Linked DNA regions of Mus musculus: regions 2, 3, 4, 5, 6 and 7 are each linked to region 1. Evidence: chromatin contacts called from public ChIA-PET, HiChIP or PLAC-seq and promoter capture Hi-C data. All regions are on one chromosome and are shown on one strand. Each heading gives the region's core, a stretch centred on a gene start, on an enhancer-like site or on the middle of the called end of the contact. The rest is flanking DNA. Distances are from core to core; before and after follow the strand shown. Region 1 holds the start of Runx2 (runt related transcription factor 2). Region 2 holds the start of Slc29a1 (solute carrier family 29 (nucleoside transporters), member 1). Region 3 holds the start of Hsp90ab1 (heat shock protein 90 alpha (cytosolic), class B member 1). Region 4 holds the start of Nfkbie (nuclear factor of kappa light polypeptide gene enhancer in B cells inhibitor, epsilon). Region 5 holds the start of Aars2 (alanyl-tRNA synthetase 2, mitochondrial). Region 6 overlaps Cdc5l (cell division cycle 5-like (S. pombe)). Region 7 holds the start of Enpp4 (ectonucleotide pyrophosphatase/phosphodiesterase 4).

Region 1 (3,811 bases), core at 518-3,017:
GAGTGAGGAGACCCCGGGAGAAGGGGGCGGGAGGAAGCTTGCAGCTCACAGTGGGCGCCTCGGGGCGTCTGGGGGCCCAGGAGTCTCACAGCAGGGAAAGAGGCAAGAACCGCGCCTGGAAGACTGAAGGATGAAGAAGCAAGGGAACCTAGGCTTACATGGTAGTGGGCGCACAGGTGAGAAGGGGGATCTGCTCGCGGTGGCCGCTGCGGGGTATGTAGATCAGAGCCACCTCGGTCCCCTGAGTGGAGCCACCAAGGCTGGAGTCTTGGAGGACACCCATGGGCACCGAGACCACGGCGGGAAGGTTCCATGGGGCCGGGCCAGGATCTGGGGGTGACCAGTCTCTTACCTTGAAGGCCACGGGCAGGGTCTTGTTGCACCGCCAGTGCGAGGGCAGCACGGAGCACAGGAAGTTGGGACTGTCGGTGCGGACCAGTTCGGCCGGGTGGTCCGCGATGATCTCCACCATGGTGCGGTTGTCGTGCGGCGGCCTCAATCGGGGCACTGCGGCCGCCGCCGCTGCTGCCGCCGCCGCTGCCGCCGCTGCTGCTGCGGCCGCCTCCTGCTGCTGCTGCTGCTGCTGCTGTTGTTGCTGTTGCTGTTGTTGCTGCTGCTGTTGCTGCTGCTGCTGCTGCTGTTGCTGCTGCTGCGCAGCCACCACCGGGCTCACGTCGCTCATCTTGCCGGGCTGCAGGCTGCTGGAGGGGGGGCTGAAGCGCCGGCTGGTGCTCGGATCTACAGGAATACGCATCACAACAGCCACAAGTTAGCGAAGTGGCCGGGGGAGGGGGAGGAGGGTGGAAATGGGGGGCGAGGAGGAGGAAATCGAGGGGGTGGAGGCGAGACGGGGGCGGAAAGAGGATGGAGGTGACGGGACAGAGGAGGTGAGAAATCAAGTTCGAGGAAGCCGTGTGCCGGGCGGAGTCTGCTGGGGGCCGGCGACTGGAGACCGGACAGAGTCGGGGTAGCGGGTGGGGACACCCGAGAGGCGCGGATCTCCACCGGGAGGCTTGGGAGTCCCTGGCGGTGGCTGCAACGAGCGGGACGCGGGGGCGTGTTTGGCCCAGCCGCCGCAAGGGACTTGAAGTTAACAGCTTGCAGTAGGGGCCCCTTGGGGCACCGTGTCCTGGGTGCGCTGGCGCCCCGCTCCGGGTTCCAGTACGGTAGTGGAGCCCCGCAGGTTCAGCAGTCCATCTCGGCGGTGCGTGTGGCTCCTCGCTGTCCGCCACCGCCAAGCAGAGCGCGGCTGCCCAGCTCGCGGCGCCGTCGCTTGCCCGCGCCGCCTCCTCCGCCTCCTCCTCCGAGGCCGCTGCGCGCTCCCCGCGCCGGCAGCGCGCTCCGAGTCCTCCGGCCGCCGAGTCCTTCCTTTCCCCGGCTTCTCCTCTCGCCCTCTCCTTCGCCGCCGTCTAGCTCGCAGCCTCGTCTCTCCTGCTCTTTGCAAAGTGCCCCGGGCCCCCCTCGCGTTTCAAGGTGCCGGGAGGTAAGTGGGGGCGGGGGGAGAGCGGATCTCGGGGCGACAGATCTGGAGCCTGCGGATCGCAGCCGCTGCCGCCGCCCGCCGGCCGCTAGAAGCGCCGCTGCGCTCGCTCGGCGCCCGAAGCTGTAGGGAGGAGGTCCCCGCCTAGGACATCGCCGCCTGCGTCCTCGGCTCCCCACTTCACCCTCAGGACCGGGAACCACTTCTCGGTCTGACGACGCTAAAGCTGAGAAGCGGGAGAGCCTCAGGCTGCTCCGACTGGCGTTAATTTTTCGTTGTTAACTTCAGGAGAGGAGGAAGGGAAATTCTCAAGTCTCCACGTTGACTTCTGAGCACTCTTCACCCTGCCCCCAACCCCACCCCACATTGGTTGGGGCGGGGGGCAGGTTTTTACAGGCTTCGGGAGTGCCCCCCCTTAGGTGACACCAAAATGGGTGACAGGAGTGTTTGTCAAAATAGTTTTAGAAACTCTAACGGATGTCTGGACACTTTTCTTATATATTCCTTCTTGTCATTATTGGAGAATAAGGATGGGTTGCTTTTTTAATAAAAAGAACTAAAAAATGACAGCTTGGTAATTAAAATAAGTTGTAAGTTGATAAAATGCTTGCTGGGAAAGGGGGAATACACAGCGGTTATCCATTCATTTCCCAATCTTTTATTAAGTGTAGTCTTCGTCTCAGACTAAGTCTAGTGTCTAACTGTCTTTCTAGCCACTCCCCACTTTGGGGGGTTAAAAATAAAAAGTTTAAAAAAAAGTTCAGTAATTATTTATTTATGTTTTTGTTTCCCGGCGTTATGGGGGGAGGCGATTTTGGAATCCCCAAAAGATTGTGGTTGAGAGATGAAGGAGTGCGGGGAGCGGCAGCAGTTTTGTTTTTTTTTTGTTTGTTTTTTTTTTTTTTGTTTGTTTTTTTACCTAAAATGTGGTTTTTGGAGGCTGGGATTTCTAATGATTAGGTTTTTGTGGTTTATATAGACACGACTCAAACTGAGGCGATCATTATACTGATGGGAATCAGAAGCACGTGGGTGTCTCCGACCAGCCTCAAATTCTGAGCCTTCAAAACAAATCAAACAACGTGCGGCGGCGCCCACAGAAGCCGGGAAATCCGCCGGAGGCTGATACACCCCAAGAACCAGGCAGAAGCAATATCGGGCTGGCTCACCTCTCAGCGTGATGTTCTGTTATATGTCTTGCCTAACCTATTATTTTAAAACTTCCAACGCTTCCAAATAGAATCATTTTACCAAAATCCCCGGCGATTCGTAACAAGGTAGTTGACGCAACTGTGATTTGGTGAAATCAATGAAAAATTGGGAGTCGTCCCCTAGGAGGACTAAAGAAGAGGGCTAGCTGGGTAACATTTCTCACCATCCGTCTTATTTAAAGCTCTTCACGTAGCCATTAATTTGGGGCTTTTACTGCTGGGGTGCAAATGCCTTCCAAATTCAGCAAGGGACCTGTCATGACCCTCCCTAGCGCAGTTGCCACTCTCTGACCTTCCCTCCCCGCGCGCCCAGCAGGGCCCAGAAAAGGTACCCGGAGCGCGCAAAAGAGGTTGTTTGCGCCTCTTTGCAACTCGAGACTAGAAAATACAAAAAGTGGATCGCTGTGCTCAGATGGTCTGGGGACCCGTGCTCCTGTGCCTGAGAGGCGCTCTGGGGGTTGAGGAGTGGACAGAGTTGAGTGTGACTGCTTGCTCTCTCACAGGCTAGGGATGATACTGGGGAGCACTCCTGTGCCCTCCCCCTTTGAGTCACTGCTTCTGCCTCCCCTTTCTGCTTGCACCACTTACAACTATGCAAACCCCCCCCCCCCCCGCCGCCGCCGCCGCCGCCCACGTCCCATGTCGGTCTTTCCTTGTCTCTTGCTCTCTTTCCGGATTCTTCCACCAGTCCTCCCTCAGACTTGAGTCACCTCCCTGAGCCACTCAGTCTCCCTCTTCTTCCACTGCCCGCTCCTCTATGCCACTACCTGTGGCGCCCACATCTCCCACCCGACTTCCTCGTAGCTGGTGGCCTCTGTGTCCCTAGCGCTCACTCCCGATATACATTACAGGTGGAGCGAGTTACTGAGCTGTCTCCTAAGGGTGCTACTTTAAATATCTTTTTGATCACAGGGGAGAGCTCTAAGCCTGAATACTGCCTCACCGCGTGTGTGCGCTCCCTTGCACTAATCGCCCCAGCCATAGACGCCAGCCTAGAAAAGGAAGCCAGGCTTCCTAACCCATCTAAGAGAGAAACTGCACCCAAACTAACTTGTATCCTCGCAAATTCATAACCTGACGTCATGACTCAATTACATACCTACCCCTCCTGCCCTTAGTG
Region 2 (3,811 bases), core at 781-3,280, 860 kb after region 1:
GGGCCCCCATTCAGCGGGGGTCTCACAAGCTAAGAAGCTGCAGAAGCTAAAAGTACCAGCGAAGCTGGGAGAGATAAAGGGCCACCCTGTAGCTGGGAGATAAGACAGCAGCCCAAGCAACCGGCTCAGCAGGGGATCTAAGCCTGTGGCAGCCAGGTCAGCTCTCAGGTGCAGCTAGAACTTCAGTCCCCGCCCACCCAGACAGGCGTCACAGCTGGTCACCCTGAGGCCCTATAGCCGCTTTTCTATTCTGCTGTGGGTGAAACCCAGACGGGCCAAATCCCTCAGTACTGGACAGCAAAGCCACACACCTCCAGAAGGAGGCAGAAGGCTCCTGCTGTTGGTTAAGGACTATTTGCTGAGGGTCTCTGTGGGTCCGCCAGGCATCCTCCTAGGCACTGGGGACAGAGCAGCAGCAAACAGTAGCACTGCTATTTATCTAGGACAAGAGGGTTCTGCTGCGGCTGCGGGGAGCCTGAGGACTCAGGTTTCTATTAGATAGTAGGGAAGGGACCCCATCAAAACATAGCTAATTCTCCACCGAGCACCCCACACCTCTCCCATGCACCAGCAAAAGTGAATACAGCCACAAGCCAGAGGGAGGCTAACTCTTCCATCATAAAACTGGCTTAGGCTTGGACAAGTATACACATACATATACACACACACACACACACACACACACACACACACACACACACACATCACTTCTCCCCTTGCAGAAATTCCCACCTCTCGGGTTCCACCCACATCCAAACATTCCATTTGCTGCTTAGGGGCTTTCTTTACTTTTGTCCCAGTAGAGATCTGATAGCAGTTCAGGGCCTCTGGTATCATTTCAGCCATGCCTTGACCTGCCGAGATGGAGAGGCCCTGAAAGCTATCGCCCATCTGAGGCCTTCCTGCGTCCTAAGGGTCCTCTCACATAGCTCAGTTTCTCAGCCTAGTTTCTGCTACATCGGAATCTTCTCTTGAAATCTGAGGATGCCCCTCTTCCAGCTGCCCCGTTTCTACTAAACAGTTAGGGCGATTGAGGTTTAAAGAGGCTCCATCACTTGAGAAAGCCCGCAGAGCTGGTGAATGGGGGTGACAGCATCAATACTCAATGTACCGATCATTCTAGATTCCTTCTCAAGTGGGGAAGGCAAAATTAACAAGGCTCCTCAGCTATTCGTGTAGGCTTCCAGGAAGGCAACAGTGCTCCAATTAAAGGGTTAAAACAAGTGGGAGATTCAGGCCATTCTTTCACATAACATTAGTTTCAGAGTCATGACAACTCACAACCATTCCACCACGCATATATTATTGTATGCAAAGGTCACACAAGCAGGACAAGAGGAACAGGACGGAAGGAGGGTTAATGGAGAAGAGGGGGTTGGCTCAGGCTTGGCAAGAGGACCCGAATGGGGTATAAGGTGCAGGGGTGGAGAGAGCCTTCATCCAAAGGAAGCCTGGGTGTGCGCGTCAGTCCTTTATCTTGTCACACGTTCACTCTCCGCGTAGAGTAAATGAGGACTCGCCCAGGAAAGGGAGGCCAGGAACAGGAGTTTAGTCTGTAAATGGCCAGCTAGCTCCCTTCACGTCCATTTGTATTCCCGCATTCCCCATCCTCCTGCCTCGGGGCAGAAGGCAACACAACCCCTCCCTCTAGTTCACACAGGACTGTAGCATTGAACTACCCACACGCCGATCCTCTGCGGAAGTCAACACAGCGACAGTCGCTTCCAGGCCCAGAAGCCAGGCTGTCTTGGGCCCAGCTCCGCCCTGGTCCCCACAAAAGGAGAGTCCCCCTACCCAGAGCCAGGCCCATGCGCGCCACGTGCTGGCGCTGCTCTGCACGCGCCGCGTGGGGGCCGCACCCCAAAGTCCCTGTCGCGGCCTCGGAGCTGGCAGACCGGGCCTCCTTTTCCCTCCTGGCAAGCCGGACACTCCACTCTCTACCCCGGAGTCCCCAACATGTCCCACCCAAGCCCTACGAGCACCTGCTGGAGAAGGACACCTCCGGCGACGAAATCTGCGCGCTTGGCCAGCGCTTCCCGCGCCCGCCCGAGCGCTTTCAAACCCGCCCTCTGCTGGGTCCGCCCCGGGCCCGTGGGAGCCACCTCCTCCCGGCGACAGCCCCGCCCCCAGGCTCCTCGCCGCCCCCTCAACAGTTCACCGGCTCCCAGTCAGAGACCCTACGCCTAGGGCCGCCAGGGCTGCTGGCTTCGATGGCGGAGCACGTCTTTGGACCCTTCCCAACTGTCACCCGGACACGCGAGCCTGGGAGGGGGGCACGGGCCCCCCACTGCGTACCCCTAATTTCCGCGCTGGCCCTGCGCTCCTAACTCCTACACATTCCACGGCGGGACTCTTGCACAGACAGGCCCTCTGCTCACCCAGGTCCAGACGCCCCCACAAGCCACGCTCCACCTCAGGTGTTCCGTTATCCCTCTCCGAACCCCGCCCACGCCATTATTCACACTCCACCGTTTTACTGCTAGCAACCCCCTCACACACACACACACACACACACCCTTCTAATACATCCTTTTTCCTTTCCACTCCTCCTTTTCCCTTCAAGAAGACTTTCTGGGATACCTCAGATTTGAGCGTTCTGGAACCCAGACGCTGGAGGTGTTTTGTTTTCTCTCTCCTGCCCTCAGACTCGCCGCACACCACACAAACAGCATCTCTCCCCCCCCCATCCCCATGTTGCCTTGAAGGCTCCTTTATGAAGGCATAAGAGGACAGCCCTGAGGCCTCTAAGAAAACTGAAACACAGCTGGAGACCGGAGAAAGGGGAGCCAGGAAGAAAGGCCTCACATCCTGCACATCTTTGTCCTAGCCAGCATTTCACTGTCCCATGTCCCATCCCAAGATAACCCTCGGGGCTAGAAGCCTTGCTGAGCCTCTTACCATTCATACCCCTCCCCTTCCTTCCTTCCCCCCCCCCCCCCCGCTGGGGTACAAAGGAGGAGGGACCCCCTACAGTAGCACTCCCTACTGATGTATCCCAGAAGTTGGGGAGGGTCCTGAGGCAAGAACATCCCATCCAGATTGCCTGTCTCACCCCACCTCCCTAAGGAACCTGTGCTCCAGAGAAACCATTGGAGCTAATTAACAATTACCAGTGCTAACATCGTAGGGAAAAGACGCACTCAGTCTCCCCAGAGGACGACTGAGCCCTTAGGAGGTAGCTGACTCTGTAGGACAGTGGGTTCTCTCAAGCTGCTCTGGTGGGGGCGTATACAGCCTTCCTGCTCCCACAGAGATGACACATCTCCCCACTAGCACTAAGCAAACAGAGGGCAGGAAGTCAGGCTTGGGTGGTATTTTTCTGGGCACTATCCCATGGCTTAAGAGTAGCCTCATGTCTGTCCACAACGCCAGATCCCTGCCCTGTTTGTCTGGTCTGTCTCTCCCTGCCTTTGCCTCCCTTCTTCCGTTGCCCCCCCCCACACACACACACCTCACCCCCTCTTTCCCTTCCCAAGTCTGGCTCTGTTACCATAGCTGGCACAGCTGTGGGAGAGATCGACTAGGCATGGTCAGGCTGGGAGCCCTTGTGTGCAAAGTGAGCTGGAAGTGGACAGACGAAGTGGTAAGGGTCCCAGCCAGACTGGGGAAGGCTGGTTCCTTTCCTCATGCCCACTGGGACCTGGCCGTCTATGCAGATGGCCACAGGCAGGCCTGTTATTATTGGAGAACAGCCCATCTGGCAAGCTCCTTGCATGGGTTCCAGCCAGCACCCACACCCCAGGCAGCCTCAGGCAGTTGCTGGTGCCCGGGCCCTCTGCTGGACAGCCCTGGGAACCCAGCTCGCACAAGC
Region 3 (3,811 bases), core at 359-2,858, 840 kb after region 1:
TTTTCCAAACAGTCCCTCCCCCTTCAACATCAACTGAACTGTTCTTCTCAATCACTCCCACACACACACACACTTCCGTGAAGCCTTAGAAATTCAACAACAGAATACTCACATCTGAAGCATTAGAGATCAACTCGCGGAGGAAAATCTCCTTGTTTGAATAGAAAGTGTTGATGATGAGGGACATGAGCTGGGCAATTTCTGCCTGAAAGGCAAAGGTCTCCACCTCCTCCTCTCCATGGTGCACTTCCTCAGGCATCTAAGAATGAAAGAATTACTACTAAGGACCATTATAGACACACATTTTAATATCCAGCTCAAACTTCTTTAGTCTGGGAAAGTATCCAACCCAAAGAGACAAGAGCAGCCATTTTCTTTAAAAAAGGACATTTAAGCTACAATGGCCAAGACAAAAATGACAGAAAAAAACCTAAAAGATGGGTTTTCCAGAACAGATGCCCAAAAGTCAAACTCTTGAACATTGGCATGTTCAGTGCATAGCTCACTGACTCTGAACAGAACACCTGGCAATATGGTAAAAATCCAGACTAAGTTAACAATACATAAAAAAGAACCTCAAGCAACCCCTGGTACTCACACCCCTTAACTACAATCTCCTCATTGGGGTGAGGAACAACTTTAACAGAAAAAGCAGTCTTTTTTAATTTTTATTTTATTCCACCCAGCAGGGCAAGAGAACCTTGAAGCTGTAGTCTGGGAGGCGCTCACGGGGCAATTAAATCAGGACAAAGAAATCAAGAGCTCCACCGTGACCACTCACTGTGCAGACTTGCATAGGCCGGAACCCAAGTAAAATGGTGGCCCAGCCGTCCAACGACCCTCGTCACTGCCGGACATGCGTCGGCAGGAGCCACACGGGGAGGGGGCGCCATTGAAACCCTCCCACCGCCCCAGCATCCGGGCACTGGGGCGGGGCGCCCAGGCTTCCAGAACAATCTGAGCTCCGGGGAGGGGAGGAGAAAGGGAGGGACCTAGGAATCTTCTCGTGCCTGCTCTGTCTCTCCTCCCCCGCCCTCCACTGGGAGGGCAGAAAGATCTGGAAAGGGAAAGCGCGGTGGGTTCCGGCGTCCCTGCTGTGCACCCCTCCCCAAAATCAAGCACGTTGGTACCGGCGGCGTCCGGGGGAGGCAGCCAGGCCAACCTCCCCAGGCCTTGCTGAGTCACGCAGAGCAGCCCGCCACCGCGCGGACCCTGCAGCCGCGCCCGGAAGTGGAGGGCAAACATGGCAGCGTCCCGGGTCGGCGACTACCACGTGCGGCCGCCCACCACCTGGCCGGGCCGCACCCCCACCCCACGCTCCGGGGAATCCACCCGCCCCGGGGAGCCTCGCGTGCAAGCCCGCCGGGGTACAGCCCGAACCTCTAACCTCTAGACACGTTATCTCCACAGGCTGCCCCGCCGGGGAAGGAGGCTTTGGGACAGATGAGATGGAGGCTGGGACCCCGGGAAGAAGCCCCCGGAGAGCCGCCGGGGACGAGAGACCCCGGCCTTACCTTGACGGGAAAGCCGAGTAGTAGTACAGAGCAGGGTGGTGGGCCCGGACCAAGTCCGACTCGCACGGCAAGCCTAGGCTGCGCGGGGGTGACTCAAGAGAGCTCCCGAACGCCCCCGACCGCCCTATATAAGGCGAAGCACAGCCCGGGCCCCGCCCTTGGATCCCTCCGCCTTAAAGGAGTGGCTGCGGGCCACGCACCTGCCGCCGCCCGCCCACCTTGACGTCATGGTAGCAGATCGTGGAGGGGGCGGGGAGGAGCGGGACCCCGGGCCTGGTTCCTGAGTCAAGGCCAATTCAATATCGTTTTGCACATCCCCCATTTCTGCAGGAGTAGGACATGTCCCCCCTCAAGATGAGCAGGGAGCATGCATATGCAATTAGGGATGTATCTGCGGGCGAATACCCTACGGACTGCCTCAGAAAACTCAAGGTAGGCGCTTCCACCCCCCCACCCCCCAAGAGTCCAGAACTCAGGGGACTGAAAGAGAATGGAGGTGGCCAACTCGGCTGCCATTTCCAGACCCGATCTTACTAGAATGTTCCCTACAAATCGCACATCAAGAGAAAAGGATGATAAATTCCTTGTCCAACTTTAAGGAGGCCCCCGATTCCCCCATCCCCACCCTCCCGGGTACAGCACAGCTTCAGGCTGGGAGCCGCTTTCCCCGAGGGGAGGGGCACGGGCCTGGGCTGGTAGGGACTCTTTGGCGGCCTGCGGCGGAAGGATCAGCAGCGGTGGTGCTGCGATTTCTTCCAGCAGTTTCTAGGCCTGTCTCGGCGGTCTCCACCCCTCCCCCCTAGGCTCCACCTCCCCTGCTGCGGCGGGGGCAGTGTCTTCGTCGCCGCTTGGCTGGGTGGCTTTTTTTTTTTTTTTTTTTCCCCTACCTTGATCTTACCCTGGGAAGAAATTTTCCCCAAGTCTGCCTACCGTGGGCCAGGGTTGAACGACCCTCCACGCGTGGCCCTAAGAGGCCCACATAACAGTGGGGGAGTGGAGCGCAGAGGGAGGGATAGCTGACCTGGATCGGTCACAGGGCACGGGGGCTGTGGGGGTGAGTGACTGCGGACACCTTCTAGTGAACAGAGAACCGAGCTAGCAGCTTGCGCTACTGGGTAGAACACTCCCCACCCCTCAGCCTCCCCGGTCTCCCACGTACACAGCGCGCGGGTACGTGCGCCCTCCCTATGTGAGCACAAGCTGTTTCTCAAGCTGGTTTCGCTTCTCTAGCCTCTTCCCTACTGCATGCAGCTCTTTGGACCTAGAGAGGAGCAGGTCCCAGTCTTTTCAGAGAAGCTGGAGTTCTAGGCATCCGCATGAAGGTGCTGGTCACAGGTTGGCCCAGTTCCAGGAGCCAGAAAACCAAGTTGTGCCAGTGCCTCTGTTCTAAAGGTGGCCTGCCATGTCCTTCAGCTGGCAATCTAGCCTTGCCTTTTTCCAAGGCTGCATCTGGAAGCTTGTTGGACTGATGAGCCCTCCAGTAGAGGATGGGCACTCAGTGCTCTGCTATCTTAGCTCATGCTGGCTTGTGTCCCCACACCACCGCCCACACCTTTGTTCCCGGTGCTTGCCTGCAGTCTGTCTAATGTGCATTCATTGTTAAACAGTAGTTGCTTTCTCCTTGCCTCTGTCTACTTCGTCTGTTATCATCCCATCCTGCACTGTCTGTTAGCCTCTCCTTAATTCTGTGTGTGTGTGTGTGTGTGTGTGTGTGTGTGTGTGTGTGTGTGTGTGAAGCCCATAAAGAAATCAATATATGAGGAGACACTGGGTAGGATTGCTCAGAAGGCCCTAGGGTGTTGCATTGATTCCTAATCTGAAACCAGAAACTTCAACACTCAAACCCTCTCAGCAAAAGGAGCCTAGCTGATCCCTGGGCTGGACATTTAGCTCCAGGGTAGTGTTTCCCTAAGACCCACCAATCCTGGATTCCCTAGTTCACAAACAGCACTGACTACCTCTCCTTGGCCTCTGAATGGTTGAAAGCTACTCTGTATATTTCATGGACAGGAAAATGAAGGTCTCTGTGAATAATGGGGTCACTAAACCCAGGGCCATTCCTGTTCTGAAAGTAGAATGGGGACAGGAGTGTACTCTCTCTTGCTGGAACCCTAGTCTGAAGCAGGCCAGGAACCTCTCCTCTGCAGTTTCCCTTTGGCTGTCCCCCAGCAATGACAGGACCAAGGCTCCACAGCAGCTTCCTGGGACGTTCTCAGTTGGGGAACGGGCACCAGGCATGGGGGTGGGGGGCACAGCTTCGATCCCAGCTCGGAGGAGAGGAGAGGAGCGCGTATTAC
Region 4 (3,811 bases), core at 603-3,102, 820 kb after region 1:
GATTGCCAGAAACTTTCAAACATTTTATTTAAAGGAATTTTATTATTAAAGGAGTGGTGGTACACACCTTTAGTCCCATCACTCAGAAGACAGAGGCAGGTGGATCTCTGAGTTCGAGACCAGCCTGGTCTACAGAGTGATTCCAGGACAGCCAGAGCGCACAGAGAAACCCTGTCTTGACAAACTAAGGTAAATAAATAAGAGTTATTTATTTTTTATTTTTATTTTATGTGTATAAGTGTCTTGCCTGCATCTGTTCATATCTAGTGTCTGTGGAGGTCAGAAAAGGGCATCATATTAGATCTCAGATGGTTGTTAGCCCACCTGTGGATGTTGGGAATTGAACCTGGGTCATTTTCAAGAGTGGCTCCATATGTTTGCAAACGAGTGAATGGATGAAGAAAATAAGGTTTTTTTGGGGGGGGAGGCAGAAGAGAATGGCTCATAATAGCTATCTCTGCTAGCTCCCCCATCCCCCAGTACCAAGGATGCAATGAAGCTGTTCCTATGGTTGGCAATGGTCTTCTAAGGGCATTGCTAGCCCCAAGAAAAGAGCAGCAAGATGCTCCATCTCAGGGATCGCCTGTGGGTGGTGTTCTCTCAAACCCTAGTCATGTTGAAGAAAAGCAAGAAGGGAGGGGAAAGACTTCAGGGCTAGGGTGGAAACTTCAGTAGTGTCAGGGGCCTCCCCACCCTGGCTCCACTGTGAGGAACTAAACTTCTTTGACTGCTGGGGGCAGCCATCTCCTGTACCTACCAAAGGCCAGTGCACACCCTGCAAGGAAGAAGAAACCCCATGACCACCAAGGCTTGTGAGATAAGTCCTCCCTAGAAAACCCACTTCCCCAGATCACATCCTCCTGCCAAGTCTATCATCAGGGGAGTTGACCCAGAACTGTCTATGAAGGTTTCCCAGGGAAAAGCTGCTCCCCTGAAGATAATAGATGCACTCTCTCTTACCAATCCCCCTGAGCACTGATTGAAAATAAGTGAAAAGGCAAGAGAAGTTGAGAAAAAAATAGGCAGAGGATAGCAAGCAGAGCCACCATCACCACCCCTTCCCCATCTGTGCTGGCTAGTCAGGCAACTTGATGGGAGCCAGCGTCATCTGAAAAGAGGGAACCTCGGTTAAAATGCCTCCATAAGATCCAGCTGTAAGCCTCTTTCTTAATTAGTGACTGATGGGGAAGGCCCACCCCATCCCATTGTGCATGATGCCATCCCTGGGCTGGTATTCCTGGGTTCTATAAGAAAGCAGGCTGAGCAAGCCATGGGGAGCAAGCCAGTGTGCAAGACGCTCCCCATGGCCTCTGCATCAGCTTCTCCCTCCAGGATCATGTCCTGTTTCAGTTTTGTCCTGACTTCCTTTGATAATGGATTATGATCTTGAAGTATAAGCCGAATAAAACCTTCTCTCCCCAATTTGCTTTTTGGTCAGGGTATTTCATTGCAGCAATAGAAACGCTAAGACACCCCACCACCACCACCAACCTACACAAACTCCCCACAAAGTAGCCGGTTTATGCAGAAAAGTTTTTTAAAAATACACTTTTTAAACAATTGAATGAATAAATGAATGAAGACACCACGGAACTAAAAAGAAGGAACAAACAAATGCACGGAATTAGTGAATGAAATAAAAGGGAAGGGGAAGAATGAGTGAATGAATGAATGGGCGAAACAATCCACGCAGGAGTGAGTCAAGACTGGTAACCAGAGACTCCCTGCCTACGCAAGCAGCAAACAGGGGGATTCCGGAGGGGCGGGGCTCTACCCGGAAGCTCCTTTGAGGGCGGGGCTGTGGGCGTGGCAGTGGCTGCGGGCCACTTCTTGGGTCCGGGGGCGGGGCGACAGAGAAGACCTAACTAGGGACCGTTCAGCTGCCCAAAGCACCCGCTGCGGTGGACCTGGCCGGCGCCCTGGACCTCTCGCTTTTCTCATCCGCTCCCCGCGCCTGCACAGGCAGGTAATGAAGCCGCTCGGAGAGTGACTCTGGTTCTGTTAGGCGGTCACACAAACCCGGAAAAGCTCGCTTTTGCACACCTCAGAGTTAGATCCCGCTGGACCCTGGACCCCGGGCTGGCGCGGCCGGCATGTCGGATGCGCGGAAGGGGCCGGACGAGGCGGATGATAGCCAGTGTGACTCTGGCATAGAGTCGCTGCGCTCTCTACGCTCCCTGCCTGAACCTACTGCGGCCCCAGGCTCCGGATCATCCCAAAGCGGCTGCCCACAGCCTTGGAGACATGCTCCGGAGACCCACAAGGAACCAGAGAAAGAAGATGCGGATGGAGAGCGAGCGGACTCCACTTATGCCTCCTCCTCTCTCACTGAATCCTTCCCCTTACTGGAGAGACCCGAAGCCAAGGATCCAAGCCCTCCCGCCCCAGGATCGCCGCTGCCCCCCGCGGGGGTGCTGAGCCCTCAGCAACTCGAGGCGCTCACATACATCTCTGAGGATGGAGACACGTGAGTAAACTGGCTAGGCTGAGATAAGATGTTCAGTTAGAGCCCCCCTCCGAGCTGCAACTGGCTGGGCTACCACCACCACTTCATCACCCGAGAGGATAGACCCTCACAGCACCTGCCCTGGAAGGGCCAGCCTCCTTCTCCAAACTCCAAACTTAACTTGCAACTTGCTTTTAAGCTGTAGCCAGGTTCAGACCAAAAACCAGACATCATCACCTCTTTTGGGAGTGGACAGGATAGCAGTGCCCTTGTAACCTAGAACACCAGCCACAGTCTTGAAAATCTACTAGTGACCCACTCCTGGGAAGAGGAATTCCCCCGCAACCAATTCAGTTTTTGTTTTTCTTGTTGGGGGAAGGAATGTCCCTGTTTGCTCAATATTTGGGATACCAATGCCTAACTTCAGAACACCCTAACCAGAGGGGGGAAAAAAGACTACACCAGGATTACAGGTTGTCATCTGAGCTCAGGAAGCCTGGATTAACGGTGCTACCTGGATGCCCATTTGAAAGTGGTTCCAAAAGAGGGACTAGACTGAGAATTTTTGCCCCCAACAAACAGGATAGGCAGCTGGCTGCCCCAGCTCACTTCCTCCTCTGCTGAGAAAAGGGAAGTAATGGCTTGGCCTCAGCCTCCCCAACAGTTACCTCCTGAGCTCCCCAAATTCTTCTTGCTGTCCCATCTCTTGATCTCCCTTTTCTCCCTTAGGTCCAGCTGGAATCAGGTGCAGCTGGACTGTGAGGCTATCAAGTGTGTAGGTGTCAAGTGCAGAAGAGGTGACTGGGCTTTGTGGGTGTTAGAGCAGGGGCAGCTGGAGTGCTAGCTAGATGAGAGAGACGCTGGGATGCAGGGGGTACCTGTCCTGACCTGCTTGTTGGAGATGTAGGGGTCTTGGTTGGGTACTAGCAAAGATAGTCTCCATCCTGTGAGCAGGAGAGAGGCCTTTTGTATTTCAGGCGCCAGTCACAACCCTTAGGCCAGGACCTCAGAGTTCTGGGAGCTCTGTGCACAGCTTCTCGGGCCACCGCGCCCTCCACGGTTAGCCCCTGTGCTGCATGCAGCCTTGACACACTCTGCTTAGAGACAGATCCAGTGTGTCTGGAGAAGCATCAGCCCCCTCCCCCCCAGCCCCCAGCAGACATCTTCCCTCCTTTGGAGGTGGCTGGACTGTGGGAAGTATGGAAGTGGGAAAAGGAAGTGGGCAGGAGGAGGGGAGACTGAGGGAGAGAGGGAGGTGGCTGCAGGAATGTGACCCAGAGAGCAGGCCCTGGCCGAGGGGATTTCCACAGTGGTTCCTCCCTCCCTCCGTCACTCTCTCCTGGCCTCCTCTACTGCCTGCCTACA
Region 5 (3,811 bases), core at 731-3,230, 770 kb after region 1:
CCCAACTGTTAGCTCTCCAATCCAGGACAGAGAACTAACTAAGGTGCCTATTTAATGGATCAAAGTTCTCCCAGCATCCCTTAGTCCCTATCTGTTACAGGATATGGCCAGCATATCCTGCCCCCTGCCCCCTATCCTAAACTTCTCCAGCCCAGGGGCTGGGCTACCCTTCCCCCAACTACCCTTCCCTATATAACCCAGCCATTTCTGTACCCAGTCCTTTTGCTTCTTCTTCTCCTTCTCCTTCTCCTCCTCCTCCTCCTCCTCCTCCTCCTCCTTCTTCTTCTTCTTCCTGACAGGGTCTCTGAGTAGGCCTGGCTGTCTTGCACTCTGTAGTTCAGGCTGCCTTCAAATTCACAGAGAGCCACCTGCCTCTCCTTCCCAAGTGCTGGGCGTAAGTGTGAAAGCCACTATGTGCTGCTTTTGAGTTAGTCTAAAGTACAGATTCGCTACTATAACACAAGGGCAGAGGATCTCCTTCTCCTCTAGCTGGGAAAACGGGCTCATCGCAGTTAGTTAAAGAATTTCAGTGTTTTCTCAAGGTCACCAATCTCAAAAATCCCCATCTGGCTTCAGGTTTCTGTTCCAAACACCCTGGAGGAAACCAAAAGAGGCAGAACAACACCTTTAACCTACATGGAAAAGAGAAGGCAGAGGATCACGGGATAGATATACAGGCTTGTCAGAATTCACTATTGCTATAGAAACTCAAGTCCAAAATAGACTATGTATTCCCCGAAAAGAAGCTGTGCTTCAAAAGTTCAAAAGACCCAAATAACACACAAAGACTGGTGGCCAAAAGAGCCCCCTGGGTGGCCAAGGCTGTCCTTCTGACCACAAAGACCTCAGTTCTGTAACCTCTAGTGCAGTGGCTCTCAACCTTCCTAATGCTTCAACCCTTTAAAACAGTTCCTCATGTTGTGATGGCCCCTAACCATAGAATTATTTCATTGCTACTTCATAACTGTAATTTTGCTATTGTTACAAATCGTAATGTAAATGAATGATATGCAACCCTATGTGGTTGCAACCCACAGGGTGAGAACCACTGCTCTGTTGGGTCTTAAACTTGGCAAATCCCTTTCTCTTCCTAGATCTGCTAACTTTCCCAGACTAAAGGTCAAGCAAGGTCATCATGAGAAGTCCTTGAGCTGTCTAGCTGCACCCACAAGGTCTGTTACCATAGAAAGGAAGTCAAGGGGACTGGGCCTGCCAGGACAGGTATCTCTTTTCTCTCAGCAAAATTCAAAGCCTCAGGGCCCTGGGAGGCTCATGGAAAGCCATCGCCACAGCTCTCAGCCAACAGCTTTGTCCTGACCTGTCGACCTGGATTCTCTCATCCCCAAGCAAATTAAAAGACCAAATGTCATTAAGCAATTAATAATGGAGCAGATGCAGTCTGGCTTCTGTGTCTCCACCAGACTCCTGCTCCAAAGAACCTGCTTCAGTCCCTAAGGACAAAGTGGCTCTGCAAACCGAGGGCAGAAGAGGACCTGGCAAGGTCTTAGAGCAGTGCCTGGCACTTACGCAGGGTTCTTGACCACCTCTTGAATACTCACGATCCCTTGGCACTCTTCAGCCTGGATCAGCACAAACCACACGGTCCACGCACCGAATTGCACCCACACCTGTTCCTTTGCAACTCCACAAAATCAATAGCACAACAACCATTACTGCCAGAATACAGATTTTGGAAGCAGAGGCATTGTGTTAATATTGCTACTAACGTTCAAAATACAGCCTAGCATGTAATGATCTTTTTATAATTATCTGTTCAATCCTGGATGAATTAAGGGCCTACTCTATGCAAAGTTACGGTATGCTGAGCCGCTCGCCAGGGGAAGAAGTCCCCTTCTTGGGGAAACACTTTCACTAGAAGCTGAGACTTGCCCCCCCCCCAAGTCTTCCACCCGCCAGGGGCCGCTGTAGGAAACACTAGGCGTCCTTTCGAACGTCACTCTTTGACCCCGCGAAGCCGTTGCCCGGAGCTAAGATGGCGGTGGCGTTGGCTGCCGCAGCCGGTAAGCTGCGGCGAGCCATTGGGAGGTCGTGCCCATGGCAGCCTTTCTCAACCGAGCCCGGTCCACCCCACGGAGCGGCCGTGCGGGACGCCTTCCTGAGCTTCTTCCGAGATCGCCACGGCCACCGGCTCGTGCCCTCCGCTACCGTGAGGCCGCGCGGCGACCCCAGCCTGCTTTTCGTCAATGCAGGCATGAACCAGGTAGGGGCGGGGCCACACCGATCGGGGGCGGAGCTCGGGAGTCAGCCTGAGAAAAGCGCTTCAGGATTGGACCAAAAAAGTGAGGGGCGGAACTCTGAGTGGAAGAGAGGCTGGGTAAAATGGGGTGGGGGCCTGGTTAGGTCTTGGGGAATTAGCTTGGAAACTTGTGGGGAGAAATTAAGTTTATTATCTCTGGATAGCAGCTGTGAAGTCCTGAGGGGCAGGCTCTGAGTGGAAGACTATTTAAATAAATAAAATTCATCCATTGAGTAGACATTTATTGCACTCCTGCTAGGTGCTTGGTAATATTCTTGAAGCTTTGATTCTGTCCAACCACTTCCCTTATCTGTAAATTTTACTACTTTTTACTAGGCAGAGTCTCTTGTTTAAGTTCATTTACCTCTTCTCTACCCTTCCTGACTTTTATGTGCTTCTAGTTCAAGCCCATCTTCCTGGGCACAGTGGATCCACGAAGTGAGATGGCAGGCTTCCGACGTGTAGTTAATAGCCAGAAGTGTGTCAGGGCTGGAGGACGCCATAACGACCTGGAGGATGTGGGGCGTGATCTCTCTCATCATACGTTTTTCGAGATGCTTGGCAACTGGGCTTTCGGGGGTGAATATTTTAAGGTGAGTTTCCAGGGAGCTCTAGAGTTAAAGTCTTTGAACCCTGAGTGCTGGATGTTGTGACCAAGAGCTAAACACAGTGTGTTATAGGGGAGACAGAAAGATGACTGGGTTGGTAAAGTGCTTGTGGATTCCCCAGAACTCGAATTTAAAGTGCGGGCTAACGGTGTGTGCCTATGATGCTGGAATGGCCAGATGGGAGATGGAAACAGATCCCTGAAGAAGTTCACAGACAAGCTAGTCTGGCCAACATCAAAGTCCCAAGCTAATGAGAGACCCTGTTTTAAACAAAAATTAGCTCCTAAGTACAGTCACCCATAGTTGTCCTTTGACTTTCACAAGCACATGTCCACATGTTACAGGTGTGTACACCACACATACACGGGCACGGGCACACACATACACACACGACATCCAATAGGAAAGAATATGCCTCACTTCGCTGATTGAAGGAAGGGGTTGTCTCCTGCTTAATGGCTATTTAAAAGTTAGCTGAGCAGATAGCCAGGCAGCTGTATTGAGATTGTCATTGGACATGAAGTCCCCAGGTCAGGGTGTGTGGGTTGAGAGGCTTAAGGAGAAGATAGAATTCATCTGGGTCTGGAAAGAAGGTAGGCTTGTAAGAATGGGGACAGGAAAAACTCAAGGCAGAAATGGACATGGCTTGATCTGAAACTAGGGTGGGTAGTGGGAATGGTTTTTGTCTTGGCCTCATGATCTTGGGTGGCCCCAATGTCACATCTCTCCACCCCCCGTGGTGGTTTTGCCTACAGGAGGAAGCTTGTAGCATGGCCTGGGAACTTCTGACTCAAGTCTACGGGATCCCTGAGGACAGGTTGTGGGTCTCCTACTTCAGTGGTGACTCCCAGACAGGACTGGACCCAGACCTGGAGACCAGAGACATCTGGCTAAGCTTGGGGTAAGTCAGGCCCCTTCTTCTGTCCCTCACTGGCAATGGGAAGAG
Region 6 (3,811 bases), core at 661-3,160, 660 kb after region 1:
TTCCTAGAATCCACATGGAGGCTCACGATCATCTGTAACTCCAGCTCCAGGAGATCTAATACCCTCCATGTCTACTAGACACATACATGACACGCTTATATATAAAATCAGGTAGCACACACACACACACCATAAAATTAAATGAAAAAATTTAAAAGTATATGTGTGCCCACACGTGTACTGGGGTGACTGTATCTACAGAGGCGGCTTATGAACAGTAAGCTTCTTTTCTTCTGCAGTTTCTCTATTTTTCTTACATTTTCTACAAAGCACAGGTATTATTTTTAGAAAAACGTCTAGAAATGTTATTTTTAAGTGCATAGAAGAGAAACTGTCTAAAACAGACTGGCCAGAGACCAGTGGAAAACTGATGGTCCCCAGGAGATGAATCAGCGGACCCGTAAGTGTTTCCTCGGGTCATTACAAAGGGAGCTGTATGGGGCTTATAAAAGTCTAATTGTTACTTTCAAGCTCACTGCGTTTGTTAAGGTTACTAAGCTTAAGTAATTCCAAAATAAACACATTCTCCTTGGGTCTCCTATACTGTCTACAGTTTAAGCCCATTCCAGTGAGGTTCAGAAACATTCAGAGCATCCCTCACTGAAACTTGCTTAAGGGCCAGAATATAACCTTATATAAAAAGAGGTTTAGGGACACCCAAAATAAACACACAGCAGACGGCAGCTCACTGCCAGTCCATCACTCAGCTACAGGATCCTGTCAAAGCAAGATGGAGTTCAATCACCACAACACGCTCAGACCGGTCACCAGTACCTCGCCTTCCATCACCGCACTCCGCACTCCTTATTCGCATCAAGTTTTTCTCATGACCCTTCCCTCTACTGATAAGATGCAGGTTCAAGTGATCTATGAGACTTAGTAAGCATTAGATAACAAGCAAGGCAGCCAGGCACCTGACAGCACCACAGAGCAAGTTGCATCCTCAGACTAGGAGATAAAACACAAATTCAACTCATGCAGAGGAGGACTGAGCAACACGGCTGTGCTGCTCGATCTCTGACCCCAGTGTCAGCTCCTATCTGAGTTCTTGCTGGAGACAACTAAGAAATCTGCCAGGAGCCTGAAGAGGCATGACAGATGACAGACAGCAGAACTGGGGAAAGAGAATTATCAAGGACTAAAGAGTCCTCCTATGTACCCCGTGCCACCTATTCCAGCCATCCCAGCCTCAGGAAAACAGATGGACAGCTATAGACGTATTTCCAGCACAGACTTCTCTAGCCAGCAATGCCGACCAACTTAATCCTTAGCCTAAGTTTTCACTGTGGAGTAACAAGTGCATCTTTTCCTGTGTTAAAATATCTGCCTCTATAATGAAAAGCACTGAAAAATGGGATCTGCAGTACAGCCAATTATGCTATAATGTAACTCTCACAAAGTCAGGGTCCTTGGCAGAGCTTTAAGAAATATACCAAGAAGGCCTTTAAATTGCTACCTCTGTTCTGTAAGCCACTTGTTTGCAAGAAGTCAACATTACATAATATTTCTTGACTATATTGACTGTGCAAGTAACATATGGAGAACAGTGTCCCCACTGGGCCTGGTTTCTACCTCTGAGGACAGCCTTTCCATTTTTATAGCTAACATGACAAAACCCACTTTCTAGTCATGCTTCCTCAACACAGCAGTGTAGTTACAATTTCAAATATTATTAAACTTAATGGCAGGGCCTAAATTCTGGCTTTTTATTTCACTTGTGCTCCTAATGGAAACTGCTTCACTCAAACTAATTATGTCTTCAGATGATTTCCTATTTCCACTCAAAGTGGAAACAACTTAGAACACTTCAAATTCTCTCTGCACTTCCCAAACACAGAAATGACTAATGCTAGCATCATCCGAAAATGAGGCCCTCCGCTAATGCTTCCAGAGAACCCAAGTCCACAAGAGCGAAGCACATGTCAGTCTTGTTCCCTGTCATGTGTCCAGGCTAGAGCAGTGTCTGGAACACAGCAGTTATCTAGCAGTGTTCCCTAAATGTGTGAGTAAGTAAGGGGAAAGCACTTTATCTTTAACAATTTGGTGAAAGTTTTTCTACAATGAATTACAGCCATCCCTCATTTTCTTAGAGTCATGGCAGGGAACAGAAATTGAGCCTCTCTGTTACTCTGGGAGAAATACTAGAAACAATAAAAGCTCTAACCTCCCACAGGAGCTCATAACAGCCCCAGAAGTTACTCCAAGGCTGGGACTTTCTGCTGCATGTTAAAATGCCTCTGTACGCTGTACTTGCACAACTTTCCTGAGCTCTTATTTCTGCTTGCCCCTTTACAAACAAATGTCTGACAAGGTTCCAGTTAATTCTGCCTCCATTGCAAAATAGAATCCCCGAATTCAGTTACAATGCAGACTGGTTCCCACTTACTTCTGATCTGTGACTACAATGCTTAACAGGCTCAGAAGCACATCCAACCATGTGCTGCATCAAAGAAATGGTTCTATTAGTCTTAAGTATCTCTTTTTTAATGATTTATTTATTTACTGTTATTTTTATGAGCACTGTGTTTTGCCTGCATGTAAGTCTGTGTGAGGATATTAAGCCCCTAAAAATGGAGTTATATACAGACAGTTGTGAGCTGCCATGTAGGTGCTGGAACTTGAACCTGGGTCCTCTATAAGAGCAGCTGGTGCTTGTAACTACTGAGTCCCAGTTTTAAGAATCTTAAGAACATTTTTTTTTAAGTGCCAAGTTACAAATATTAAACATAAGTGGTGGCTCAAAAAAAAAAAAATGACCCACAGTATAAACTCCAGAGGATATTTTTAAGTATGCTTAGGAAACACCAGCCATGACAACTCTGCGTGTTTTCTTGCCTGATGGGCTTGAGATGGAGCCACAATTTGGATTCACTATTCCAAAGTTCATGGCAGCAAAGGTCAAACACTGGCAGCCATGGTGCACTGTGCTTGCCCAGAAAGCCCACCTTCCTGAGCCTCAAGTAGAGGATTAGCAGTTAGCTACACCATCTAACTACAGTTCCTCCTCACAGTGAACTCTGAATGATGTTTATAATTTAGCAATCAACTGAGATGATGAAAGAATCACCACACAGTTGAAATAAAGTATTTATATATTTCAAACCAGTAAACTGTTGTCTTCAGGAGCTCTGAGAAATCTAGCTGTGATTTATGGATGGATACACACTAAATGGAAGCTTTGTTTATTTGGATCTCTGAATTGCTTCTCTTCTTCCTGAAGACTTAATAAACGTTCTTTTGGAATAAGAGTTTACTAATTGAAAGATTTGATTAAATATTCCTTAAAATTAACTAGCTGGGTTAACAATAAGCCAAGTTACCCAAGAGTCAAAAAGAGAAAAAAAAGTACTTTAGACTGTTTTATGAATATTCTTCCAACATCAGCAATCCCTCAACAAAAACAGTTCAACAGAAGACTTCAGTCCTGGTATGAAGTGAACAAAGAGAACCACATGTTTTTAATGACTGCTCACAACAACCCAAGTACCTCTCCAACAGAACAGAACAGAACAGCGGAGGCTCGCTGTGCTATTCCCTTCAGAATTCTCAGGGCTGATCCAACAGAGAAGAGTCACTGGACTTCACAGCAGCACTCACGCTGTGACATTTGTTTGCTGTCATGAAAGTTAGAGCCTCAGCAGAGTAAGTGAGATTCAAGTTAGAGCCTCAGCAGAGTAAGTGAGATTCAGGGGGATTATCCTCTTCATTTTAAACAACATTAAGATGTCCTTGATCTGCAGCAGAGAGAGTTTACCCACCTCAAACTGAGATTTTTCAAACAAAGTGAGAGATTGAAGTATTTATATATAAA
Region 7 (3,811 bases), core at 914-3,413, 630 kb before region 1:
TACATATCAACATATATTTTAAAAAGTGGAACTGTATCCTTAAATGTCCCACCACAAAAGAGCAAACATCTTTATTATTTCATCTTACCTCAAAAATGGTGTGAATTTTACATCTTATAATGCAGATTTGGGTGTTTTTAACGTGAAAATGTCTTGCACTACTTCCTATATTCAAAGTGATACCACATAGCGAAACCTATGTCTGCCCTTCTCCCACAAAACACAAATGAGAAAAACTTTCTTCCCCAAATCCTGAATAAAGAGGATGTTTAAAAACAAAACAAAACAGAACAAAACAAAACAGAACACGTGCTATTATGAATCCCAGAACTCTTAGGGGAATCGAAAGCACTGCTTGTCTTTAAGCTCAGCAATGTGGACAGAGTAGAAAAGTCTGCCAGAAGATAGGGTCCTTGGCCATCTGTTCTCTCCTAGCTTCCCGTTCTTGTAGGTAAAAGGTCAATGCATAAAGTTTAGGAGCAGGTCCTCAATATTCACTTCCCTCATCCATTTTAGTTATAAAGTTAGTTAGGCCTGTGCTATGGCAGGCAGAATGTTACAATGGAACTAATGATAAACTAAGAAGACTTTAGTCTCTTTCTATCCATGGTAGCTCTTTAGTCTACCGACTGGTAGGATTCAGAAAGTTTACTACCATCTTAATTTCTTGCTTGTAACATGTATAGAAACATTACAAGTTAACAAGCCGGACACCACTCTCTGAGCTAAACAGAGCCATGTCTGTCAGGACAGCTTTCCTCAGCAGAGTAGAGATCCATGTTTCATGCTAACACTGAGTCTTCAGCTATAAACAAATCGCCCATCCAAAGGTCCTCAGACCATTTTCATGGAATGAGAAAGCCATGGATCCAGGAGTGAAATTATAAAATGCTGTAAGAAATTCTGTAATTCTCACCCCAACAAAACCCCAAAGGGAATTTAAAAAGGGGGGCAGGGGAGGGGAAAGGGCAGATATATCTGGACTAGCAGTAACTGGAAATCTGATATAGTCTCCAGTTTGGGGGTGGGGGTGGGGAAATATCCCTTGCCTCCTCTGGGTTAACTGTTTGCCTAAACGTCCATCAGCTCTCACTGAATCCTAGACCATCGAAGGCTTGGACTGGAAGAGGGTAAGGGAAAAGTCCCTGATCAGCCTTAGCATTCCCTCTGCTCTTTGAAGCAAAGAAATTCAAATGTGGCTTTAAAATAGCAATATCCTTTATTGCCCGTGTGGCACAGGTAACAGGTGGTTTACCCATAGATTTTTATTAAGTGCTTAACCTAAGGGAAGAAACCCAACTCCCTGAAAGTTTTCTAAGTCTCAATGATTCTACGATTCTAAATGGTTCTCCGCTGTTCTAGGCCACACATAGCATCTTCAACTCAGTTACATCTTACTGCACACAAAATGCCCCATGATGTACATCCAACAAACTTTCTTCCCAGGCACACCCAGTAAAACTGCCTTTAAACTTAGTTGAGGGGTAAGGCAGGGGAGAAGCACGAAAACTCAACAGTCCCCCTAAAACTGAGAAATCTCTGGGGAAACTGGAAGAAAGGGGAAACCCACACATCCGCGTGCTTCTCTCTGCAGCTGGCTCCTCTGGAGTCCCACCAAAGGTACAGGGGATTTTTTTTCCAGTCACTGGCTGGACAGCCATCCAGGCTCAGGGCTGGCTCCAGCATTGGGAAGGGTTGTTTGCGCAGCGCCTACCCAGCATCCGGCATCTCCCTCAGCCTGCTCTCTACATTTTAGATCAGGAATGCCAATTGACAGCACGAAAGCACTGACCCTGAAGCTGACACCCAGGCAGCCGTGGCCCCGCCCTTACGCCTTGACCCTGACCCTGACCCCGGCCATGACCCCCGCCCCTCACCTAACGCCACAGTTGACATCCACCTGCCGCCGTATGCTCCTCCTCCCCGCCTCCCTGGTCACCCCACGCGCGTCTCCACTAGCGGAACCGACCCGCGGGTGGAGAAGAAGGAACCAGAAGCTCTCACCGTCTCTACCCTCCGCCCTCGGCGAGCTGGGGAAGGGAGTGGCATTTCCCTCCGGGACTCACCCGCCTCCACCGCCACTTCGGTCTGGCGCGCGGAACTCAGCGCTAGCGGAACCCCGCGCTCCCGGCCACTATCTGGTCGGCGGACGCGGGCGGAGCGCGGCTCCGCGGAGCGCTTCCTGGGACGCCTGCGCAGTAGCGGACGCCCCCCCCCACCCCCCGCGCGCGGGCCCCCGCAGAGACTGGCGCTGCCCCGGGGCGCTCCGGAGGCTCCCAGTGCGCAGCTGCTGCGGGACGCCGCAGAGAGCGCCTGGGGCCGACCGCCGAGTGTGAGACGCGTACCCGGATTGGATGCCCGAGCCCGCGGTGAATGGGACTCCCTTACCCATTGGTTCATTTAACGGTACCACTCGGAGACAGGTAGAATGGAGCTGGACAGAGAGGTTTGCCTTTCCCACCCTCTCACCCGCCCTGGCTGCCCTTTTCTTATTACTCTGTTGTGGGTCCCTTGTTTTAGGCAGAAGACGAAGAAGTTCCTTTTGCCTTCACCTGCACAAGGAAAGACACTCTGAAACAACCAGTTCATTTTTTTTTTCTGGTCATGTTTCTGCCTTTTAAAATTCCCTTTCTGTTTTAAAATCATCCTCTGGTCATCTCACGCGCACATTCCTTCTATTTAGAATAAGGTGTTGTCTGTTTCTACAGTCCCAAATAAAAGTCTGTTGGGGTCCTCAAACTAAGTTTGTTCTAATTTTGCCACAGCCGTGGATGTGAAATTATGCTCGTGCCTTTAAAACTAGTATTAATAGCTGAATTATCCAACTTCAAACTTAATTAGCAGAATTGCCCGAGATATATTTCTTTAATATTTGTATTGCCCAGACATAGTTGACAAAGAGGTTAGTATTTTTTCTTTGTATCTCTAATGCCCAAAGGTGAACCTGACATGCATGGACTTACTCAATGATTTTTGGGTTTAACGAGGTATGTTAAGGTACTCCATGTTTAAATGCTTCCTCTGTTAAGATGCAAGTGCTCAGAAAATGTTTTCATTACAGTATCTACACACAAGATACTTAAGGGGATACAATTAATCGAGTTAAGGATATCAAAATCATATACTATACCCTGAAATCTAAAAGACTTAGCTGGAAACCCAGTAGCTGGATTTATTGGGTTCTGGGCATTAAACGTCAAAGGCTGAATTTGGTACCCTGCTCTGAGTTGAGAGTACAGCCATAATTCAGAGCCTGGGTGCAATCAAGGAGACAATTTTAATATGAGTGTAGTCAGTTCATTATTGATTCCAGTTTCAAGCCTCCAGCTATCCTGTACATTCACAAACTGGAGCGTCTTGGACCCACAGGTTGGCTTGGCCAGCACTGAGTAATGTTGGGCACTGAGTAAGGTTGTGCCTCAACCTGTTTGAGCTTTATCTCCTCATCTGCAGAGCAAGTCCTGGACCAACCTCTCAGGGTTCTTGTCCAATACGTTTTCTAAAGCAAATAAAGCACTCAGCCAGTCACCGGTCATCGTGTTAGCTGCCATTGTCACTGCGATACCGCCAATTGTTTTGAACAATAGGGTAAGATGGAGTTCTAGGGGAGTTTATGCAATGTACAGTTTAACAGGACTTAAATTTCTGCTTTTGGGAACCGAGATTCTGCATATCCTGATGCAAAAAAAAAAAAAAAAAAACAAAAACAAAAACAAAAAAAAACAAAAATAAAAAACAAAAAAACAGAATTGAGTGCTCTATGGGTGGCACATGTAATAAAGAGAGCATCAAGCTGATCACTAACAGAAAG

What was found. Promoter capture Hi-C pulls out the DNA fragments that hold promoters and counts their contacts. ChIA-PET counts read pairs in DNA pulled down with a chosen protein or histone mark. HiChIP or PLAC-seq counts read pairs in DNA pulled down with a chosen protein or histone mark.
Region 2: a contact with region 1 is called in a FOXA1 HiChIP or PLAC-seq map of pancreatic cancer cells. The contact joins the promoter of Slc29a1 here to the promoter of Runx2 in region 1. A contact is called at or near these places in 2 of 115 datasets of contacts at active chromatin or transcription factors (bone marrow-derived macrophages and pancreatic cancer cells).
Region 3: a contact with region 1 is called in an RNA polymerase II ChIA-PET map of effector CD8 T cells, with 6 read pairs. The contact joins the promoter of Hsp90ab1 here to the promoter of Runx2 in region 1. A contact is called at or near these places in 4 of 115 datasets of contacts at active chromatin or transcription factors (bone marrow-derived macrophages, effector CD8 T cells, memory CD8 T cells and 1 more) and 1 of 9 other capture datasets (liver).
Region 4: a contact with region 1 is called in a promoter capture Hi-C map of embryonic stem cells, with 3 times the contacts expected there. The contact joins the promoter of Nfkbie here to the promoter of Runx2 in region 1. A contact is called at or near these places in 2 of 39 promoter capture datasets (embryonic stem cells and neural stem cells), 1 of 484 Hi-C or Micro-C datasets (embryonic stem cells) and 1 of 115 datasets of contacts at active chromatin or transcription factors (pancreatic cancer cells).
Region 5: a contact with region 1 is called in a FOXA1 HiChIP or PLAC-seq map of pancreatic cancer cells. The contact joins the promoter of Aars2 here to the promoter of Runx2 in region 1. A contact is called at or near these places in 2 of 115 datasets of contacts at active chromatin or transcription factors (embryonic forebrain and pancreatic cancer cells).
Region 6: a contact with region 1 is called in an H3K27ac HiChIP or PLAC-seq map of the NIH/3T3 cell line, with 15 times the contacts expected there. The contact joins the enhancer-like site here to the promoter of Runx2 in region 1. A contact is called at or near these places in 11 of 39 promoter capture datasets (the 3T3-L1 cell line, 3T3-L1-derived adipocytes, the HPC-7 cell line and 6 more), 2 of 15 datasets of contacts at CTCF or cohesin (the NIH/3T3 cell line and pro-B cells), 13 of 484 Hi-C or Micro-C datasets (3T3-L1-derived adipocytes, B cells, adipose-derived mesenchymal stem cells and 8 more), 16 of 115 datasets of contacts at active chromatin or transcription factors (the NIH/3T3 cell line, SST interneurons, acute myeloid leukemia and 11 more) and 1 of 9 other capture datasets (embryonic stem cells).
Region 7: a contact with region 1 is called in an H3K4me3 HiChIP or PLAC-seq map of stem cell-derived neural progenitor cells, with 3 times the contacts expected there. The contact joins the promoter of Enpp4 here to the promoter of Runx2 in region 1. A contact is called at or near these places in 1 of 39 promoter capture datasets (embryonic stem cells) and 1 of 115 datasets of contacts at active chromatin or transcription factors (stem cell-derived neural progenitor cells).

What each region holds. Positions count from the first base shown.
Region 1 is chr17:44,734,881-44,738,691 of GRCm38.p6, forward strand. It overlaps Runx2 (runt related transcription factor 2), which reads right to left and starts at 1,768. Exons shown (of 7, transcript NM_001145920.2): 1 at 353-1,768. The coding sequence starts at 754. RefSeq lists a promoter at 1,523-3,811 and a cis regulatory region at 2,659-2,667.
Region 2 is chr17:45,593,500-45,597,310 of GRCm38.p6, forward strand. It overlaps Slc29a1 (solute carrier family 29 (nucleoside transporters), member 1), which reads right to left and starts at 2,031. Exons shown (of 14, transcript NM_001357771.2): 1 at 1,983-2,031.
Region 3 is chr17:45,571,653-45,575,463 of GRCm38.p6, forward strand. It overlaps Hsp90ab1 (heat shock protein 90 alpha (cytosolic), class B member 1), which reads right to left and starts at 1,609. Exons shown (of 11, transcript NM_008302.3): 1 at 1,515-1,609; 2 at 113-259. The coding sequence starts at 259. It overlaps Gm35399 (a long non-coding RNA gene), which reads left to right and starts at 1,663. Exons shown (of 2, transcript XR_385595.1): 1 at 1,663-1,744; 2 at 1,845-3,138.
Region 4 is chr17:45,553,848-45,557,658 of GRCm38.p6, forward strand. Nfkbie (nuclear factor of kappa light polypeptide gene enhancer in B cells inhibitor, epsilon) reads left to right here and starts at 1,853. Exons shown (of 6, transcript NM_008690.4): 1 at 1,853-2,467. The coding sequence starts at 2,094.
Region 5 is chr17:45,504,861-45,508,671 of GRCm38.p6, forward strand. It overlaps Aars2 (alanyl-tRNA synthetase 2, mitochondrial), which reads left to right and starts at 1,981. Exons shown (of 22, transcript NM_198608.2): 1 at 1,981-2,221; 2 at 2,659-2,850; 3 at 3,621-3,766. The coding sequence starts at 1,994.
Region 6 is chr17:45,399,426-45,403,236 of GRCm38.p6, forward strand. The region is part of intron 14 of Cdc5l (cell division cycle 5-like (S. pombe)); the gene reads right to left. Among named protein-coding and RNA genes, the nearest start is that of Cdc5l, 32 kb to the right of the region's middle. Within about 2 kb of position 1,911, at least 49 of the 459 cell types and tissues checked have an H3K27ac peak or open chromatin away from gene starts, as enhancers often do. A contact at or near this core is called in 3T3-L1-derived adipocytes, the NIH/3T3 cell line, beige adipocytes and 3 more, where this site is marked.
Region 7 is chr17:44,103,645-44,107,455 of GRCm38.p6, forward strand. Enpp4 (ectonucleotide pyrophosphatase/phosphodiesterase 4) reads right to left here and starts at 2,164. Exons shown (of 4, transcript NM_199016.2): 1 at 2,005-2,164. Gm34917 (predicted gene, 34917) reads left to right here and starts at 2,140. Exons shown (of 4, transcript NR_167720.1): 1 at 2,140-2,423.